Regions from separate parts of the Rattus norvegicus genome. Here region 1 is linked to region 2. The links are chromatin contacts, called in public Hi-C maps. All regions are on one chromosome and are shown on one strand. Each heading gives the region's core, a stretch centred on a gene start, on an enhancer-like site or on the middle of the called end of the contact. The rest is flanking DNA. Distances are from core to core; before and after follow the strand shown.

Region 1 (6,485 bases), core at 1,827-4,326, 300 kb after region 2:
TAGAAAGCAATCAAATGAATTGAACACTAGAAAAGCAGGGTTCTAGTCCTCTATACTGAATAAGGTCACTTACTGTGGTCTGTCTCAGTGTCATAAAACTGACAAGAAAATGACTTGGCTTTAAGACCCTTTCCAGTTCTGAAATTTATTCAGATAGTGACAATACCTTTAAACTAAGAGAAATCAGGATACAGTCAACCTCCTGGCAGATGATGGGAATACTTGACACAGGTCTCTCTGATCAGGTTAAATTCAGGTTCTATTTCTGTTCTGAGAGTTTTGTCCTGCCTAGTTCATAGGTGACCTAATAAAGTTCTAACACTCCTAAAAGGTAAGTTTTGTTAGCTAAATAAACAAAGTGCCCAGGGACATCTCTGAGCCTACATACCATGAAGTCTATTTATAATGACGTCTTGACCTGTTGATTGGAACCTGAGGCAATACAGTATATTGTGGCAGGGACACATGAGAGGCTTACAATATGAAAAGGTAAGGAAGGGGAGAACATCCTGATACCCCTATCAATGGTATGCTTGCCTTCCTTCCACTAGGTCTCACTCCCTAAAGGCCCAACCTTCTAATAGCACCATAGGCAGACAATCAAGCTTTAGCATTTAGGCCTTTGGAGTGCATTTAAGACAGAACCCATAGCATGAGGTGAATGCTAATATGGTAAGATTGAAGGAAAAAATGTAGCAGTTTAGAGAAAGAATATTTAGTGCCCCATTCCCTGAAAAATAGGTGATAATATGCATAAATGTAGAACTAAAAATGCAAATCTTGAAATTGGCTATCTTAAACACTTTTCCAAACATTCCTTTAACAAAATTTCCCTATGTTCCATATTCAATTATGAAAACTAATTATTATACCAATGTATTAGTAAAGCCATAGAAAGAAATGTATTGCATGTATATAACGGGAAAAAGCATTGGGTAACCTACGTTGTAGGATTTCTTTTAGAGGCAAGTCTCTCATTGTGCCCAAACTCCATCTTCCTTAGATACTATAATAATGTAAACTCAAAGCTCCAGAATGTGATGTAAGTCATATAAATAAGTAATATAAGCTCACTGAGAAATTCATTTTGAAACCTTCTGGCTTAAGGCTAAACTAAAAAGTCATATGAATCTTGAAGGTATTTTATTTATTTAATATTGAACTCAGACCCAGTGAGGTAAAGCTGAGTAAGGTGAAGAAAGTATTTAAATTGTCAATGTTCTGCTGACAAAACACAAAATAGCAAAATTTATTGGTAGTGTTTTCTTGCCATTCATTGTTAATAGGTTCTCTTTGGGTCAAGTTACTTTTGACAACAAAGTCTATCTTTAATCATCTAATATGTAAACAATAGTACAAGGTTAAAAAAGAAGCATTTACTAGGAGATATTGATAGTTCATGAACTGTATTTAATATTCATAGCTTCGAATGTAAATGAATTTAAAGGCAATTTTATTTTTCCTTCCTTCCTATCCCAATATGTACTACTTATTGGACATACTGTAAAACTATGATGACATCTGGTGTTTGAGACAGCAATGCACTCTGGTTTCCTAACTCAATCGTTTGGGGAAAGGAAAAAATAAACTTTCTGAGACTAAGACAAAATAAAGTTTGTTTATTTCTCAATCTTTTCTTAATATTGGGTACTGCACCATGTAAACATCTTCTTTGAAATTCCTTCCAGTACTAACATTTACTCCATGGTTCTTAAGTATTATTGCAACTAACATTAGGTAAAACATTCTTTAAGTTACACGTTAATCTTAGAAATCTGCATTGTTTTAGCATACATTATGGGTAACAAGTCACAAGGTAAAATATTCGTGTTACATGTCATATTCATTCATTCAGTTTGGTGGCAAGCGTTTAATCACAGCGCTTGGAAGACTGCAGCTGATAGATCTCTCTGAGTTTTGTGGCTATTCTGATCTATATAGAGTTTCTGGCCAGCCAGAGCTACAAAGTGAGACACTGTCTTAAACAATATTCTGTTTTCTTAATATTATGTATTAATGTGGTTCTGTAAGTGAGTGGATGCGGATGTTCCCTGACTCTAGTGAGGGCCTGGACTTGGTGCTTTTGAGTTGCCCAGAGTGGGGTCTGGGAAGTGAACCTGGTCCTCTGTAGGAGTTCCCCAGTCCTCTAACTGCCATCTTCCAGCCTCAGCTTTCATATCCTTTACACATTTCCTTTCGTTTCGTTTTCAAGAAACACAGGAAGGGTTTTAACTTCGGCAGTTTAAATGGCTTGCCGAAGCACACAAGGGCAAGCAGTAGGCCTAAATTCAAACCGAAGTTTCTTAGACAGTCACTGTTAAGGATTGGGTAAAACAGCAAACTTCCGGTGCACATTTCTTTTTTTCCCCGCGAGCTGATATTAACTGCTTCGTAATGTGAAGTGTTGGCCCAGAGCAAATCTTGTCATTTTTCTCAGTATCCCAAAGAAACGGCACTCCTGACGAACCTCATGTTTATAGATGTTAGATCCCAACAGGACACCGGAGCTTGAACTAATTTAAATCGTATTTAACTTTTGAGTCTTCTGAAAACTCCCTCTGGGGTTCGGTTACAAGCACGAAGCAATTACAGACATCGAAAGAGCAAACGATCCCCGAACGCCAGTCAGCGCTAACGGGAAGCTGTGCGGGGCGGCCCACACCTCTCGGCGACGGGCCAGGCCTCCGACTGTCCGGGGTCCCGCGGCCCGGGTCGGTTACGGTGCCCTCGGCCCTGGGTTTGGCGGGCTGCGGCCGGCTTTTAGTAACTCCCTCCCACCTGCGACGAGCCCCAAGGCGGCGCTCTCGAGCCTTCCCCGGGCGTCCTCTTACCTCGCCCTAACCAGCCCCTCCTGACGCGGAAGGCGCCGGCCGGGCGTCGGGCCGCACCGCCCCGGTCGCCACCGCGCCCACCGGCCGCTCCGCCCCTTCTCCTCACTCGCGCGCGCTGCCAAGCCCGCGGCCGTCCAGGAGGCGTCGCCGCGCATGCGCGGCGCGCACAGCACCGGAAACTTAGACGAAGTTCGGAGTCCCGCCTCCGCCGTCCTGCGACCTGCCGCCCCCTACTCGGACTGACAAGTTGGCCCGGCTGTCCCGAGCGCCATGTCGGGTTCTTCTAGCGTCGCCGCCATGAAGAAGGTGGTTCAGCAACTCCGGCTGGAGGCCGGGCTCAACCGCGTGAAGGTGAGCGTGTGCGAGCCGGCAGTGGGCCCTGGTGGGAACGCCGGTGGACACGCGGCGCCTGACTCTCGGGCAGGGCTGTGGGCCGCGGGCGAGGAGGGGGCCCGCCCTTCCGCCGCCGGTGGACTCTTCCCTGCCCCGGCGGGTCTCCCTACCGGACGCCAAGTCTCGCCACCGATTTCCGTCTCACACTGCTCGCCCTAGACTTACTCCTAGTACTCGTCCTTTAAACACACACGAGTCCTCCCGGGTAGTTCCCAGACCACGGCCTAATAAACAACTTTGTTTGCTGAACATCCCGGGAGACTGAGGACACCACCCTTGCTCAGTACTGCCTCGAACAAAGAGGTGTTTGGAACAGACGCCACAGTGTGCTCGCGTCTGACCTTGTTGGGGTATCTGTTTACTGGCTCACATGCCGGAGAAACCGATGAGCGCTGGCCTCTGTTCTCACCTTGCCGTCTGGTTGGTGTCGTGTCTTGGGCTATTATTGACTTTTGGGGAAAGGCCTTCTGACCGTGTTGGTAGATATCTAGGTGTTCAAACGCTGTTTTAAGGACCGTTTGGTTATTTTTTTCATTTCCTAATCAAATTGGCTTCTTTCTGATGTAATAGGTCGGGTTACATGTGAAACACTTCCCGGCGATTATAAAAAGAAACAAGAATGTAAATCACCCTGCTAGAAGCTGCCAGCTTCCAAGGTGATTTGATTTTATATTCAACAGGCTAGTCCTTATTTCTAATGTACTTTTGGGAAGGGCTTCTATTTAGCTTCCTCAAGTAGAAATGTCAGAGACCCCTTAACTTCCTTGTAACCTTAGGAGGGTAGGGAGACGCCCATCAGTCTTGGTTTGGACTCCATTTCTCTAATCAATTCTCACTTCATCTAAGTGACTTACTCTGTCTTGGCCAGATTAGAGCTCTGAGATTCGAAGCAACCTATTGATCATCATCATCATTTATACATATTAACTATCATAAAGTGGGTTGTAAAGGAAATAATGAATGTATAATTACAGTCGTGGTACTTAACCCTAGTGGGCCTAAGCAATGAGCTCCCAGAGAATGCCCTTTTCTTTGAAAATCCTAACTGCTCCCTGCCAGTCTCCTAGCTTATCTTGCCTTGTGTGTGAATTCTTCTGAAAGCTTCTGATTGGGATGATTTTAAGTCACCACAGAAGTTTTTGAAGTTTCCACAGCAAGGCACATCTCACTTAGGAATTTTACGTTTTTTTTTAGGTTCCTAAATTAGGTTAGGTGCCATTTGACATCATCCATGTACCACACCTATGCTAGGTGCTTTTTTTGTGTGTGACATTTTAAAGCTAGCATAAACTTACTATTGCATTTGTTTAGGTGGTAATTACGAGCGCTTTATGAAACCCTCAGAGGTAGGTCAGGACATTTGGAAGCCTAATAGTTTTGCAGTGTCGACCTCCTGGATAGTGGATAGTGACTGACTGTGGCTTGGGTCTTAGCAACCTTCCGTTTTAAGTCCAAAGCTGCTGTTTAAAATACTGGGTTTTTGGTTTTTCTTTTTTTCTTTTTCCCATCTTTATTAACTTGAGTATTATTTACATTTCGATTGTTATTCCCCTTCCTGGTTTCACAGCCAACATCCCCCAACCCCTCCCCCTCTCCTCAATGGGTGTTCCCCTCCCCATCCTCCCCCCATTACCACCTTCCCCCCAACAATCACATTCACTGGGGGTTCAGTCTTGGCAGGACCAAGGACTTCCCCTTCCACTGGTGCTATTACTAGGCTGTTCATTGGATTTTTGGTTTTTCGAGACAGGGTTCCTCCATATGGCCCTGGCTCTCCTGGAACTCTGGAAACCAGGCTGGCCTCAAACTGAGGTCTGTCTGCCTCTGCCTGCTGGGATTAAAGGAGTGCTCCACCATGGGCTTAGCTCCCTGTCATCATTTATCCTCTTTCCTGCACTTAGTCACACAGCCTTAGGTGCCTCACTGTTGTTTAGGATTCTCTCTGCCTAGAGATGCAGTCCATATATAGTGTACTTGGAGAAATCTGTGGGAAAGGATTAACAGGCACTTTAAGCTTACTGCTGCTGACTGTGAACAAAACCAAATGCAGTATTGTGCAGCACAGATAGCCACTTTTGAGTACAGTAACCACTTTTGAGACGCTAAACAGGGTGTGGGTTATTTGTACAAGTGTTTTAAAACTGCAGTAATGTCTAGTATTCAGAGTCTATTAGTCACAAGGGACTTATACTGATTTGTTTTATAAGCCAAACACAGATAGATTGAAGGTGAGTTTAAACTGATCCAGGATGAGTGAGCCTTTGGTCACAATATAGCTGTTATCTAAGGGTTTTTAATGGAGTATGTGTAATGCTATTTACTCTTTAAGGCACAACACCAGGGTCTTAGGCATTTGTAACTTTGGAGATAACTGAGCTTGAATAAAGTGGACACGGGAATTAAATGTTTGAGTGCAGACCCATTCACTTTGTTGTGTCAGTACTAGTGTTCAGTCGGCTAGTTTGAGATAGTGTTTTGCCAAGTAACTGGACTGGCTTTGAACACAGCTGTTTAAGTTATAAAGCCTGACAGCCTTCTGCTCTGTTTTATGAGACTTGAAATTTTAAAAAGTATTTGCATGGTGTATGTGAGCATCCATGCTATGGTGCACATGGAGAGTTAAGAGAACAAGCAACCTTGTCAAGTTTGATCTTTCCTTCCACTTATGTGGGTTCTGGAGATCAAATTCAGGCCCAGTTTGACCACCTTTCTGAGTAGCCTGGCTTTAAGAAACACTGTATTTGCCTCAATGTGATTTGGCAGTGTTGATACATATATACAGTGCAACCCAAATAGGATTTTAGTATTATTCACTATATCCTGTATTTCCTAACTAGAATATACATAATGGTAGGTGCATGCCACTCTTACATTCATGACATATGGATGAGTATAAATTTAAAGAATTCTGATTTCTGTGCTAGTTACTTTAGGTTCACGGCTTTTTTCCAGTTTGCTCTCAAGACAATTTCCCTATAATGCTAAGATCTTTTAGTGAACTATTAACACTATGTATTACTTAATAACAAGATAATTGGGGGATGTGACTCAGTTGTTTAGAGTGTTTGCCTAAGAATATAGAAAGGCCTGAGTTGGATCTCAACAGGTGGTAGAGGCAGGAGGCACAAGGTTCAAAGCTTTTGCTACAGAGCAAGTTTGTGGCCAGCCTGGGCTACACAAGACAAAACAAAATCTATTTTCTCCAAACCAGGCTGTCAGGGCTTGTTGAAAAGCCATCATATCAAAGCAGGACACGCCATG
Region 2 (6,435 bases), core at 506-3,005:
CTCATTTTTGTTTTGAAACAGGGTCTCACTCTGGCTACATAGTCCAGTCTGGCTTAGAACTTACTATATAGTCTAGGCTGGCCTTGGAAATGCATTTGAATCTGTAGTCTCAGCCTAGCAAATGCAGGGGTGGCAGACACAGGCAGGGGAGACTCGGTTCTTCTCGTCGTTAAAGGGGCCCGGGTGCCCGTCTCAGTGGTGCTTTCTTTTCCTTCCTCAGAACCTCACAAACTATGACCTGTGCAGCATCCTGCTCGGGACGTCGACGCTCCTTGTCTGGGTTGGAGTCATCCGATATCTGGGTTACTTTCAGACGTACAATGTAAGCTCCCAGAAGCGCCATCGTGATTGACACGGGCTCCGCCTCCGGGTTCTGCTGGATGGTTTCCGACCTCCGAGCCTTCCACCCCTCTGTCTTCCAGGCGCTCATTTTAACCATGCAGGCCTCCCTGCCCAAAGTGCTCCGGTTCAGCGCTTGCGCCGGTTTGATCTACCTGGGCTACACGTTCTGCGGTTGGATTGTCTTAGGGCCGTACCACGAGAAGGTGTGTAGCCCCAGTTCTTTCTGCATCCCGGCGGGCACGTGGCCGGGCACGCGGGGCCCTTTCCCTGGGTCTCCAGCACTTACCTCTGCCTCTCTTTTCCAGCCCGCACCCTCCATGTCAGTACCCGCAGGGTTTCTTTTTCTGTTTCTCTGTTTTCTCCTTTTGGGGATGTAGAAGTGACATCAGGATGTGGGAGCACCTCTCAGAGAAGTCTGAGCCTGGCTGAGGATCTGATGCGTCCCATCAGCTCATTAGCAGTGAACCATGTTTACCTGTGGGATCGCCGTTAGCAAGCGTTAAAAAACAAAGTAAGGGGATTATGACAGAGTTGCTCTAGTGTGAAGTGTTAGGGCCTCCATCCATACTGGCTGAGTGCAACAGAGGACAGTAACAGCCCTGCCTGCAGTGAGCACTTCACCTGTCTTGACGTGCGTGCACACCCTTGAGGGTGGTTTGGACAGTCTCAGGTCTGTGTCTTAGCTGAGTTTCTAACTACGTTTCCTTTCCATCATTATCCTAAGTCCAGGACTGTCAAGCATATGGTCAAGCTATGGTCAATCCCAAGAGCTTTCAGGAAGTGGTGCTGTGAGTTCAAGGCTAGCCTGGGCTAAATGCTATATTTTGGGCTAGCCTAGGAACAGAAGGAGACCTTGACTCAAAACCATGATACAATTGATTGGAAATGCATGAGGCTGTATTTCAAGCCAAACAGTGAAAAGGGTCATTGTACCTCACAGCATTTCTTTCCCCCGACAATTGCTCAACCCTAAATTCTGACCTTGACGTTAACCAAAATACTACGTCCTTTGTGAGCTTTACTCAGAGTGAGTGACACACATGGCTTAGACCCTCCTTGCTGTCCTATCCAATCAAACCTCAGTGTGGGACACCAGTGTTCACTGTCTGTCACATTTAGTGTGTCCAAAAGCAGTCCTGATCTTTTTTTCTGGAAAAACAGTACAATGAGCAAAGAGGCAGCCTCCAGCATAGCAGTCAATCCTAAGATCCTATCGATTGTCCCTGTCTCGTGTCACTTCTTTGAAGGTGACTCATGGGTAAAGATTGCTCTTTGATATGATGACTCTAACATGGAGAGCTCACTGTCTTACCAATTGCGGGAGAATTAGCACTTTTCTTCCTCTTGCTTGCCTCCTGCTCCTGGAGCAGCTTCACCTCTCTGTCACTAGAGGGCACTGTTGCACTGTGTGGAATAAATATTGGGCCCAAACAGGCTTTCATCCAACCATTGGTCCCAAGACAGTCGGACAAGTGGTCCAATGTCCTTTGTCACACGCTCTGTGCAGTTCTGTCCCCAGTCATTATTCTGAAAGGTTCAAAGTTCATACCGTTTGACGTTTACTGAATGGCTTCTATCCTTTGCCTTCTGTTAGGCCCCGTGTCCAAGTTCTTTATCTCCCTTGCTCTGTCCCTCCTCTCACTGGGATACAATGCCTGGCAGACCAACTCTTAGGGAAGAAAGGTTTATTTTAGCTCTTGGAGTCAGTGCAGGGTCATTTGGCCCCATTGCCTTAGGGCCTGTGACCAGGTAGTGTGCATCGTGGCAGGAGAGGACAGAGGAGGCCTATTTGCTGCACAGTATCCAAAAGGAAAGAGGGAAGCAGGAGGGGTTGGGTTTCCAACAACTCCTTCAAATATCCCCAGAGGTCTCCCACTAGGCGCTGTCTCCTAAGGGTGCCCAATGGTGCTAGAGTTTGGAGACCAAGCCTTTAACACATGTGCCTTTGGGGTCATTTTGAGGTCAGAGCCACCATACCCTATCTTCTCGTCCCTGTGAGACAGTACCATCCTTAATGGAGAGTAAGAACCTTGAAGTACCAAGGCTTTTTCTGCGGTCACCCAGACAGTAAGTAAATCACAGCGTCACACCCGGCCTGCCAGCCTCGGTTATCACATGCTGATATCAAGAACAGCTGAGCAGCATCGAGACCAGTGTTCATTAGCACTTTTCGAATCACAGCAGCCTTGCCTGTGAAAGCCATTTCACCACTTAAATCAAACAAGCAAACGAAAGACTCCAAAGGGAAGGTGTCGGGGAAATTCTTACTTGCTGCGGCCGACTGGAGCCCAAGCACCAGACGCTTCAGCTTCCTGCCTTCCTGTTACACATCTGACTTCAGCCCCAGGAACCCAAGTGTCACATCGATGCCCATTTCCAGCACTAATGGGCTTTGGCACATGCTCCTTGTAAATGCCTAGACACAGGGAGCTAAAGGCGGCCAATCAGCTTCCATACCGTACTCTGAATTATTAAGCACCTCTCTAATGTGGCTTTTACATTTCCTGTCTCCAGGGGACTTTTTTTTTTTACTGTGATGCATGAATAATAGTTTTATATTATCTCCATTTTACAAATAAGAGGAACAAGCCACCGATAAACCATTGCGCTTTGCTGAAGCCACGGCCAAGGTTGTGAGATTTCCAAGGCGTCCGCTCTTGCCCAGACGCTTTGCTTATTCATCGTGATCCAGCTAAAACATTCTACCTATCCAAAGAGAGTCTCGCTACATGCCTTCCAACCATACCTGAAGTCATTCGGACCTAAGCGATTGCAGGCTGTATCTGCATTTAAGCGAGAGGTCTTTTGGCTCACCTACAAGCATCATTTGTGACATAAATGCTTGTTCTGTTCTGTTCTGTGATTTCATACAACCACCAGGACTTTTTAACGGAACTGCCCATTGGCTGTTTATGAGCAGCCTCTGTACACACAGCGTAGTTCCTAGAAAGCAGAGATGGTGGTTCATTCCTCATCTTGTTTTTGGTGCCCACCCTGGTGCCTGGAATGTGTCAAGTGTTCATCGACTTTGCTGGCGAGAGCCAGTTGGTCTACCTTTCAGGGTGTGAGGGCTAACCTGCCGAGACGGAGTGTCACCTCAGAGACACATCTGTAGGCATTAACATTTGGGCATTTCCAGAAAGTTCTAACAGAGGACTCATCCTGGATGTCAGTGGCATAAGGTCTCAGAGTCCGGAATGAATATAAAGGGGAAAAGAAGAGCTCCAGGAGAAAGCCCTGATGCTGGTTCTTCTCCCACTGAGATGCAAGCAAGTGGCTGTTGAACGCTCCCACTGCCCCACCTTCCTGACATGATAAATTGTATATCTGACCCATCCCCCACCAAAAAATAACCTGTGAGGAAGATAAATCCTCCTTCCTTGCTAGGTATTTGTTCATAATGACAAGAAAACCAGCTGGACACAGGGTCTTGCTGTGCCTAAGGGCTAGCCCATGTGCTGTCCAACTGAAGACATTTTAGCACCTGCTCATTGGCCTCTCTTATGCTTGTGTGTTAGAATTTGACCACTAAAAGAACTTTCGTTGTGGTCTATTCTTGTGGTAGAAAAATGACCCAGTATACAATAGTTACTTTATTAGGTCTTTGCTATAATCTGGTGGGCTAGACTAGGTCTGATTTGTACACAGGAGGGAGAGGTATAGTGGCTATGCATACGTTAAGGTTGAGCGGGCACTGTGTCTATACTGAGCGTGCTTGCATAGGGAGCTAAGGCATAGATCTGATAGGTACTGACCATCGAGCTATCTGAATTTCTGAAACAGGAAGCACAAAGTGTTAGAGGCCTTGAAATGAAAGAATCGATGAGCCCCACGGTGCTGTTAGAATTTCCCTGGCATCCAGAGAAGCCAACTTTAGCCTTATTATTGTCTCAAGCTGGTGACAGTAAGGGATATGACAGAACTTCCTGTCTGTTAAGCGGTCTGCATACTTGCTGTTAAGAGATCTGCTCAACTGGATGCTTCCTGCAAGACTCCAAGGAAAGCAATGTTAGTCCCATTCTGCAGAGCTGACTTTTCCAGGGCTTGAGAGTGATCACTGTTTGGAACATGTTCTCCTACCCGCATCCGGCCCTGCTCCATCTAGTGCTAAGACAAGTGTACGATGTAAGGTTTGCTTTGCAGCTGAGGTGTAGAAATGCATTTGGGGGCAGTTAAAAGACAGCCCTACCACATTCTCCAGCCTTCTGGCTGATAATATAGCAAGAGCTGCAGCTGACAGAGCATCTTATTCCCAAGTAGACCTTGACTTAGCTCTTGAATGTTGACTTTGATGCAGAGGGAAAGGAAGAATACGTGAGAGGAAGAGACCAGTTTCTACCAGGGAAATGTACGATGGGAAGATATTAATATCGACAAGAGGCAACACGAGGTGACATGGAAGAAGGACTTATTGGAACCTTCTGTGTTCCTGTTTTCAGTTTTATGGCCATACACAAGAGAAATGGCTTTGAAGCTATCTTTGTGAGACTTAGGCTTGTTTCAGTTTGGATTAAAAGGTAAAGAGAACAGCATGCCAAAGAGCCCCCACCCTCTAGAAGTTTCTGTAATGACATCAGAAAGGAAGAGAGAGAGTGGCTCACATCACAAAGCACAGGGACTTTGGAGGACCAAAGAGTGGGGAGACAACTGGCCGTGCCAGCATAGACTTGGTGTTCTCAGTCATATTGGTGTAGATGTTTCTGTTGGGTGGAGGTTGGATTCAGTTAGAGGAACAGAGGAATTTAGAAGGAGAGCCCTTTTCTTGGATAGGGAAAAGAGAGGTTCACTTTGTTACCTGTAATGTGACAGCAGCTCCCTCCTCCCCCATGACAATATCCCAGATGCTTATCTAAGCCTTGGGTGTACCCAAGGCCATGCTCAATTAATGAACGTAGAGACCTGACCCCCCTAATGTCAGAATGGATTGAGAACTCTACAGTAACTCCTTTCATATATTTCTGAAAACCATATTATATAGTCTTTGTATGGTTTAAGTCACCATTACCCCAGCAGCTTTTCATTGTCATCTACTGCCTACCCCTGGCTCCAAAGATCCGTTGTTTATTAATGGCATACAGTTGCTTTGAGTGGGGATGAGGCAGTTTGATAACTCTCCTGAGCCAGGATGACTGACTGTGGGGTCTAGCGATACTGTGTGTCAGCCTTGGGCCACTGCCTCAGCTCCATGTGCTTAATGTGCCAGCAACGTAATGTCCCAGTTCCCACTTGGTGCCTCAGATACATTGTATCTAAAACGCCAATTAGTAGCCTATGGATAGTAATTTTTCTCGTGGCTGCCACAAAATAGCTAACGAAAGAAACTAAAGGAAGGATTTGCTTTGGCTTACAGTTTGAGGGTACATCCCGCCATGCTGGGGCCGCCATCATGGTGAGACCATGGGGTCGCTGGTCACATGACATCCACAGTCAGGAAGCAGACAGAGACAGATGCTGGTGCTCAGCTCTCTTTTTCCTTTTTAATAAGCCTGGGATGTTAGTCAGCACAGGAAATGTTGCTACCTACATATAGGGTGTATCTTTCCACTTAAGTTTAACTAGAAATTCCTCAGACACCTGCCAGGGACGTGGCAGGATTCTATGTAGTTCTGGAGCAGCTCAAGTCAACAATAAGGATTAACCATCGCAGGACCCCTCGTAGCCTTCATGAAGATATACTTTCTCCAGAGTCTCTCTTTTTTTTCTGTCTAGGACTTTCTGCCTCACTTGGACTCTTGATGTCACTTCTGACTGGCATCTGCCCTTGGGCTATCCTGTTATAGGAGATCTCCGAAAAGCTCTTAGTTTTTAAAGACGTATGTGTCAAATCCCATTGCTCCCATGGCTGAGAAGTCACTCAAATCTGCTTGTGAGCTGGACTGAACCTGCTGTATGCTCCAGTCTCAATAAGGCACTGGGCAGTTCAGCACAGATGTCTCTCATCACATTGCTGTCTCAGAACCACAATTTCCCATAGTCACTGAATACAACCTTTTCCTCCCTTTGTTGAGAACTAGTTTGGAGTATCATTGAGCCTGTATGTCTCACCCCAGCTCTGACACAGGCCTTGCCATCTGTCTTAGCTGTGGCCTGTCT

The links. A called contact is a pair of places that touch in the nucleus more often than the background predicts.
Region 1: a contact with region 2 is called in a Hi-C map of Schwann cells, with 5 times the contacts expected there. The contact joins the promoter of Gng5 here to the enhancer-like site in region 2. A contact is called at or near these places in 2 of 12 Hi-C or Micro-C datasets (the A7r5 cell line and Schwann cells).

What each region holds. Positions count from the first base shown.
Region 1 is chr2:238,051,878-238,058,362 of GRCr8, forward strand. Gng5 (G protein subunit gamma 5) reads left to right here and starts at 3,077. Exons shown (of 3, transcript NM_024377.2): 1 at 3,077-3,182. The coding sequence starts at 3,102. It overlaps Spata1 (spermatogenesis associated 1), which reads right to left and starts at 2,899. Exons shown (of 15, transcript NM_001014177.1): 1 at 2,832-2,899. LOC134485993 (a long non-coding RNA gene) reads left to right here and starts at 3,189. Exons shown (of 2, transcript XR_010064493.1): 1 at 3,189-3,644; 2 at 3,795-3,841.
Region 2 is chr2:237,751,091-237,757,525 of GRCr8, forward strand. It overlaps Mcoln2 (mucolipin TRP cation channel 2), which reads left to right. Exons shown (of 14, transcript NM_001039005.1): 10 at 221-322; 11 at 423-545. Among named protein-coding and RNA genes, the nearest start is that of Mcoln2, 40 kb to the left of the region's middle. Within about 2 kb of position 1,756, at least 4 of the 93 cell types and tissues checked have an H3K27ac peak or open chromatin away from gene starts, as enhancers often do. A contact at or near this core is called in Schwann cells, where this site is marked.